2 separate regions of the Gasterosteus aculeatus genome follow, and region 1 is linked to region 2. Evidence: chromatin contacts called from public Hi-C data. All regions are on one chromosome and are shown on one strand. Each heading gives the region's core, a stretch centred on a gene start, on an enhancer-like site or on the middle of the called end of the contact. The rest is flanking DNA. Distances are from core to core; before and after follow the strand shown.

Region 1 (4,318 bases), core at 1,614-4,113, 60 kb before region 2:
TGCTGTCTTAACAGACACCTGTTTCCTGCTTTGCGCCACATCTTTCTCGTTCATCTGAGACGCTTTATGTCGCCTCACTTGCTTTTTATGATTGGACCCTCAGTCGCATCCCATTCTCATTCATCCAAAGAGCCACACAGAATTGTGTTAACGAACCGCTCCCACGCACTACAAAACCTCTGTTCCATGCTACTGCACGCTTTCCCCCTGAAGTGCCTTCCCTGTGTTTCCGCCTCTTCACCGCTGTGGTTTCCCCCCCGCAGGCCGAGTGTTCGCCAACACAGAGGACTCCTGCTGCCTGCTGGGGATGCGACGCAGGGCTCTGGTCTTCCAGCCCGTTGTACAACTCAAGGACGAGACCGACTTTGTGTACGTATCGGCCCCCGTGGACTGACACCTAAGCACACGCCACCATTTTCCGCATTTGCGTTTTCTTTCTAGTTGTGGAGCGTGTTCATGCTGTCTCACCCAAGCTGCTGTTGTGCTGAAACTAAATGCTAAACTGTTATTTCTTATCTTGAAGTCACGCTTGTGTCACCTCTCCATGTGGTCCAGATGGGAATTTGTTTGTTTTTTCTTCTTCCCAAGTCCTGATAGCATATTAGATTTGTACCACATGGGACCAGAAGTGACCATTTGAATTACTCCATTTCTGTTTTCTTCTAAATAACTCCCTGAATTTAAAAAAAAAAAAAAAAAAAAAAAGTTAGCCACAGTGGTGAGATCTGCTCGTGTGTCTGCAGTCACAGGATCCCCAAGGAGCAGTGGTGGTTGAAGCTGCGTCCTCTGATGAAGATCCTGGCCAAGTACAAGACGAGCTACGACGTGTCAGACTCCGGTCAGCTGATGCACGTTGTGCGCAACCGGCCCAAAGACTCGGACGCTTCGGTGGCCATGTGAAGGCCAGCGGGTCCTGTGTGTGTGTGTGTGTGTGTGTGTGCACGCGCGTCCGGGGCGGCGGCGAGGTGTGCGTTTCCCGTAACAAGAGCTTCAGTGTTCATTTCATGTCTGTCATTTCCTGTAACGTAGCCTCTGCACTGCTCCTAAATTCAAACAAACCCCACACAGGTGCGCTCTCGTGCACACCTGTCTTGCTGTGAGTCTTGTGTGTCCTTGTCGCCCTGGATGTTTAGTGTCACCGCCGTATTAAAATTGCACTTTCTCTGTTTCTGGTTGGGTAGGCAGGGTCTGAGGCCAGAGCTGCACAAGAATGGAAAATACACTGTATCGTGTGTGTGTGTGTGTCTGCCTGCCTGCCTAGACCCAGTGTGAGGTTCAGCATATTTATGTGAGACTGATAGAGTTCTTCTGCTGCAAGAGGACTGCGTGCTGCTTTACTAAACTAATAATTGTCTTTTTAACATTGTTTATTTTTCTCGTCAACATGGATGCTTGTTTGTAGGCAGTGCTGTGCTGGGTAGCTGTCACATATAAGTTAGATGTGTAAGACTAATGTTTCCCACGGAATAAAAATCAGACTTGAGAACTATAACCTATTGGTGTCACGTTTTTTTTATTTAACCACTCGATTTCTCATTTCATTTGCCTTAAAGAAGCTCCCCCCTCCTGATTCTATATGGCGTATAAAGTTGTATATTGATAATTTAATTTGTTCGGGAAAAACCAAAGCAAATCCGCACAAATGTGTCTTGCGAAGTTTTCCACAGTTGAGAGTTCTAATGCCCAGTTTTCTTTTGTGTGTTGAGCCTGGAGCGAGGAACAACCAATAAACCCTGATCAGAGACCCGCTGCTGATGTCGGGCTCTTTAATGTGAGCAGGCAGCTGACCCCGCAGGGCTCGCAGGACGTCAGCACAAGAATCTTGAACTAGATTCCCCTTGTGATGGGAAGCCAGAGTGCGGAAATCAAAACGTCCGACGCATGAGGACGACTTTGTCCAGAGCTCGGCTGCAGCGGCACTTGTAGGCGGTTTAGGGGAGACTCACTGAGGCAGGTTAAAGGAGAACTGCATTGGTAGAGACGGGAGGAGACCAACTCATGAAAGATCCTTTCCATGAGCATGAAGATGGTGTTAACACTCAATATATAAAGCATATCACAAGCCCAAGATTTCATGGCTGCACCAGCAGCAGATTAGTGCTTACGGAATGAGTTAGAGCACCGGCTCTGGGGCCTCAGGGGGCCACTGGAGCAGAGCCTCTGTTTGACGTTTAGACAGCTGAAGACAAAGTGACCCAGAGACACAAAAGCGCAGCACTGTGATCTTTGGTTTCCTTTTGAACAACGACAGTCCGACCGTGTTCGTGGGCTCATGAAGAAATGCTTCTTTAATGATCTGTTGCCATTCAGTTGGTTTATGCTAGAACACCGGTGGAGAAATACATGGCGCGCCAATGAAAGCAAAACACACCAGATTTGTATAGTAACATCTTAGATTAAAAAAAAAAAAGTAGTTCAGATCCTTTAGACTTGTGTTCGCCTTTTCCAGTCAATGTAAATATGTGTGCATATATGGGTAAAATGTAGAAGCATCTCTTAAAAAGCTTCCCAGACTCACAGCCAGCAGGTGGCGGCCGCGCGCTGCGTGTGCGCCCGGAGCCCGGGTTCACCGGGTGCATGACGACACGGATTCCCTCCATCAGTCGCCGTCCACTCCTGCGCGGCACAACTCTGCACAGAGCAGATTAGGCGCGTGAGGCCTTGTGTGAGCCGTGCGTGTGTCTGTAGCCGTAATTAGGAATTTATCTTATCATTTGAAAGCAAATTCCGATTTCCCATGGGTGTATTAATTGTGTATACATGTAATTGGGGCTGCTTTTTCCTGCATAAATGCACCTTCCTTTTTTTCTTTTTTTTCTTCTCTGTCTCAACTAGTAATTACATGCATATATGGCCTTGCCGAGGCCATCGCTTAGCGACAGCACGGTGACGTCGAATGTAATTTGAAGCTAAAGCTACCTGAATCACCTTTACTCCCCACGGACCCCCCTGGAATAATTATTGTCCTCGACTTGTACCGGGGCGTTTAATTCAGCCTCACACCCTGGGCACAAAAAGAGGCCCCCCGTCCCTGTAATTTGCTCGGACCCCGATGGGCACATGATTCATTGTGGAGGCATTTTCCTCCGTTGCTGGCTAACGTTACTTCTGAGCATGAAATTAGCAAATTCAATAATTTGGGTTGATTTAAGAATGCGAGAGGGGACCGCGGGGCCACGTGCCCATAGGTAATCAATACTAATTACCATTTCACCCCCCCCCCCCTCTATTTATCCTCCAGAATCACGTGTGGATCTCATCTCATTGGATTGATTAAAGGTTGCAAATGAAGGGTCCTCACTCCCCTATTCTCATCAAAGGCCAAGCACACTCTCGCCAACTTTGTCTTCATTTAATTCTACGTTGTCTTCAGACAAGGCCCCCAATTATAAGCTCGCAGTGAATCTCCATGATGGCTGGCGCACATTGACCTTTTTTCAGATTAAAAGCACATTGTCCTCTCATGGAGTCCCATAGTGTCCAATTTCCCGTCTAATGGACCACAATGGTTGGAATTGTTGCGCTGTAATAAAGAAGTGCAGCAGTGCTAAAATAAGATTACTATAAAGGTATTGTGATAACAACAGCGACGAGAGCCAATAGATGCTGGCTGGCTGAGATTGGAAAAGCAATATTTTTTTATTTATTTTCAAATGAATCACACACATGACATTCACAATGAATATTTATGAATAAATAAATCCATGCAAAAACAAATGAACACATAATACATTCCAGGGGAGAGATGAAAAAGCGCAGAGCAGCAGAAGATATAGATTTCAGATACTGCAGTCCCTGCTGGCGGAAAACGTATACTTTGCAGGAGCTGGTTCCCAAATAAACGAGTGAGTCACATGACCTGTTTCCAGACATTGGACAAGGGATTTGATCCACTTCTCACACACACACACACACACACACAAACACGCACACACAAGAGAAGCTCTGGCTTAAAACAAGCCCAGCGAGTCGCACTCCAATTTGGACTTCCCACAATGCAGCAGGCGAACAAGCGTTATCCTCACACAATTAAGACACCCATGGAGGCTTGGAACGCTCTCAATTCCATTAGCCTCTGTGCTGTTTTCATCTGTCCACTGAGCCCGAACTTACTTATTGGTACAAGTCTGCCGTATTTTGTTGGGGAAGCGATTAGCAGAATCTACATGAAAAGGCAATTCCCCCCCACGTCTTTTCTATCCCCACTGTCACACTTCATTGGGATCAGACAGATCTAAAGAATGGCCTTTGTTCACTAATGAAATTGTCTATGCGTCATTTCCAACGTTAACCTTTGGACGGAAGCCACTTTTGTATT
Region 2 (4,104 bases), core at 1,097-3,596:
TCAGTAGATTACCTCTCTGTGGCTCATGAGATGATTAATTGTTGAGGACTCTGCTACACCAATCAGGGCTCATCTCAGGAACTTGTTCTGCATTGCATTTACAGAAAAAATGAATCATTGTACATATTTGGTTCGCAAACATTTATTTAAATCAAACCAAAAAAGAGAAATCCCTTCTTGATAAAAAGTATTTACGGCTACTCAAGTAAATGTATTTACTTTCCACCACTGGTCATTCATTTTATTATTCCAAACTGGGCACACAACTCTATCCCCTTATGCACTCCCACAAGACATTAAGAACAGATGTATGACATCTAAAAGTGATTCATCGTTTCCCATAATCCATTGGGCTTCGGGCTGTGTTACAATGTCAGTGTGGGAAAGCTTTTGGGGGATTTGCAGTGCAGACACATCAAAGCAAAACGCGCAATCTCCACGCCCCATTTACGAGAAACTTTATCCACGACGGTCCACTTCACAAGAGGATGCTCCACTTACATCGCAAGGATGAGAGTCAGCTGCACGGAGATTAAATGCAACATGTGGCCGTCTCCTTTAACGAAGTGAAAAACAAGAATCTGAGCCTCCACCGTTTAAGAGTCAAGCGCGTAGTTTGAAGTTCATAACCTCTCCTTGCAGGTTGTGTTGCTCTTCAGCTTTGCATTAAGCCTCTCAGGTAGGTCTTAAGTTGAGAAATCAAGTGGGGCGGGGGATTTGAGGGATCAAGGACTTGCAACATTTGAGGCAAAGGCAATACTCATTGCCACTCCAAAAAGCTGGGGAGGTTCTTCAAAGCGTGCTTAATTACCTACGGAGCTTCATTTATAAACCACAAGGCTTTTACTGGAAATCAGAGGAGCTAATAAGTTGCCGGCCCATTCTAGGTCATCAACACAAGCAGCAAAAAAACAAGGAGGCCAAGTTTATTTTTTAAATCCCATTTTCTTGTTAGTTTGTGACTTAAACTCGGCTCTTTGGTTTATCCACTGCTGTTTTGTATCATTATCTGTGTCAAGTGGAGTAATTATCTAACAAATGTATAAAAGCTGCTCTCTAATTAAATGCCATGGGCTGTGAGAGATGGAGATAAATTATTTATGCTGCTTTGATGAGAGCTAGCTAGCTCGAAGGAGTAAGCAGTCAGTCGCTTTTAGAACCGGAATAACCAAAAACTTTTCTAGGAGGGTGTTTGGGGAGAAAAAGAAGAGTGAACGTTTGCCTCCAGGTTTGAGGTGCGTCGGTTTCTGCAAAGATGTAATTAACTCATGAGGAGAGGATATTTTCATACTGGTATTTACAAGGCAGGAAGAGGGGAGCCACTTAAGAGTGATGGTTTAACAAGGTATTTAAGCAGAAAAACATTGTTTTCAAAGTGACGAATTTAAAAATGTTTTTCCCCTAGTAAAACAAATAATAAAGCTGTAGTAATGTGGCACTCACTGAGGAGAATTAACTAAATGAGAAGGGAGCAAGACAAAGTCAGATAAGAATTTCTTATTATTCCAATAAAAAATACATTCATACAGAAATATAACAATTCTGCAAAACAATTTCAAATAAAAATTTCATAAAGCATAAACATAACAATTTTACAAAAGTTTTTTTTTTTTCTACAAAGATTCAGTTGAGAACAAAGAGCTGTAAGAGAGAGAGAGACGGAATATGTTAGGGTAGTGTGGGATGAAAGCGTTGATGAAAGATGCGAGCAAACACGGGCTTAATCAAGGCTCAATTACCACCAGAACAGTATTGGCTGCCGCCCCCCCCGTCAAATGGATGTTCCTCCCCCCTGCCACAAAAGGCGCTGCCAACCCTCACAAATGAATTGCGGACAGCAACTACAAGTTTGGGCTCACCCGCCTGATGTGAAATATTTAAGAATGCGGCGTTGCAGCAAGGCACGCTGGTCCGGAGCAAGTGAATGCATGTGACCCCATGCATCCATCTTTGAGGGGAATATTGTCATGGGCTTCTTTTGGGGGTCAAATCTCAATTTGATCTGCTCCCGAGAGCATTCACCCCCCGCCATGGTTTCCATAATACTGTTGCACTACGGCTAAAGCAACGCTCCCCAGACGGGGTCAATAACCAACCTGCACAGTCAGCAGTCTGTGACAGATTCCATGCCAACAAAGCCTTTAGCAATTCATTACCCAGAGGCAGTACAAGGCGAGGCCGGTCCGACTGCAGCCTGTTCATTACAATAAATCTTTAGAGTTTTTCCTCAGTCCCACTTGCAGGGACAAGGGGGGGGCGGACGCAGCACCGGGGAGCAGTCCTGTATCAACTACACAAATAAAAGATAAAACTATTTTTGTTGGCAGAGTGTGGTTTGTTTGTACTTCAGAGTGTGATGAACTCAAGTACATACTACACAGTAGTATTGACAATGAAAACCCCTTTAATAAGTGAATATAAGTGCCCTAAACTTTTTTGTTCCGACGGACTAAACTAGTGCTGAAAATACCCCCCCCTCCACAACAGACAGAATTAAAACACAAAGAGCTACGAGTTAACGTGTAACGGAGCCTTGATCTAGCTTTTTAAATCACCCACACAACAGATGCGACTTCCCCTGGGAGGGAAAACAAAAAAACAAAAACAACCCACCGCTGCCACAGGGCTGAGTCACTTGCATAAGGCACCATTAAGGCCAACAGTGCATTATTAGATAGAAAAGAAAATACAAAAAAAAGTCACACCTCAAGGCAATGGATGAGTGATGAGTGAGGAAGCAGTGGGGGGAAATCTCCAGCCAGATGAAAATAAACAGAATGAAGTTGTGAAGAAAAGAGGAAATCAAGGCATTATGTACAATATTGTAACATTTAACCGTCTGCACTTTAGCTGCACTTTTATTGACTATTTGCAGTCCTGATTACAGTGGAAACATGAAATGAACAAACCCTAGAACCATGCAACACCTGTCTATGATACTGAAGTTATAGTATAGTTGTGTTATACCTGTTATAAGCACAAGGCTTTTACAATTGGACTACAAATGAGCTTTGTAGCTTGTAAAAAATAAAAAAATAAAATAAACCAGGCTACATAACACATTGCACATTTAGTAGCTGCACCAAAAAACACCAAAAAAAAGCTTCTGTCATACAGTGACCGGGGGAGGGGGGAGGTTGCGGCCCCAGGGTCACTGACCAGAAGGGTGACAGGTCCACCTTCTCTCAGGTCAAACCCAACCCAAAACCCTCCCCCCCCGTAGTCTGGGTGCCAGACAGACAGGCAGGCAGGATTCTCCTTCCTGCCCCGTCCTCCCGCTGCCACCGGGGAAACACGAATGGAATGTTTCCCCTCCAGAAACACATTCAGTCCACAGCAACATCGGTACCAGCCCCGCACCTTCCATCCTCCGTCGACCCCACCTCGCCTCCTGTCCTCCCGGGGGAGGGGGCCGGTCAGCCAGTCTCAGACATTCACAGTGCACACATGCTTACCTCAGACAATTTTTGTAAAGTACCAGTGTATCTTCTGTCCAGGAATGAGCCTCCAAAACATCATGCACCACACATACAAATCATTCGCTCTCTTTGTCATCTTTTTTTTTGTCTTTGTCTTTTTTTATGTGTGTGAGTAAGTCCTTCTCAAGCAAAAAGATTTCTTTATACCGCCCCCACCCCCTTGTCCTCGTCCGTGAATTTGTCCATTCTTGTCGCAGTAGACAACCTTCAGAGCACCTTTTCTCCAAAATGAGGTCCCGGAGGCACTGGGTTTCAGTATGGTGCAAAACGGCATGCTTTGGCTGGAAACACTCCCCGCCACTCTGCTCAGGGACAGTTCCACCAAGAGACTGGTCGGGAGACGGCGGGTTCCCCCCCCACCTCTCTCTTTCTCTCCTTTTTACAACAACTTTGCCCCCCCGTCGCTGTTGGTTGGAGCTCGCCCCCACTCTAGACGTGCCTCTTCATGTGAAGGGCCAGATGGTCAGACCTGGAGAAACATCTGGAGACAGGAGGGAGGAGTCAGTAACGAGGCAAAAATGGACCGTTTCAGGGAATCAAAAGTGAGACGTTTTTTCTGTCTGTGACAATCAGGAGATAAGAAGTCGAGGCCAAAGATTACGTTACGGCAACAACTGAACCATCA

Evidence for each region. A called contact is a pair of places that touch in the nucleus more often than the background predicts.
Region 1: a contact with region 2 is called in a Hi-C map of skeletal muscle, with 3 times the contacts expected there. The contact joins two enhancer-like sites. A contact is called at or near these places in 3 of 6 Hi-C or Micro-C datasets (skeletal muscle and tail fin).

What each region holds. Positions count from the first base shown.
Region 1 is chr21:9,478,561-9,482,878 of fGasAcu3.hap1.1, reverse strand. pfkpa (phosphofructokinase, platelet a) reads left to right here. Exons shown (of 22, transcript XR_013453975.1): 21 at 264-369; 22 at 744-1,492. Among protein-coding and RNA genes, the nearest start is that of pfkpa, 17 kb to the left of the region's middle. Within about 2 kb of position 2,863, at least 3 of the 9 cell types and tissues checked have open chromatin away from gene starts, as enhancers often do.
Region 2 is chr21:9,418,428-9,422,531 of fGasAcu3.hap1.1, reverse strand. It overlaps klf6a (Kruppel like factor 6a), which reads right to left. Exons shown (of 4, transcript XM_040167137.2): 4 at 1,483-3,960. The coding sequence ends at 3,909. Among protein-coding and RNA genes, the nearest start is that of klf6a, 5.6 kb to the right of the region's middle. Within about 2 kb of position 2,346, at least 1 of the 9 cell types and tissues checked has open chromatin away from gene starts, as enhancers often do.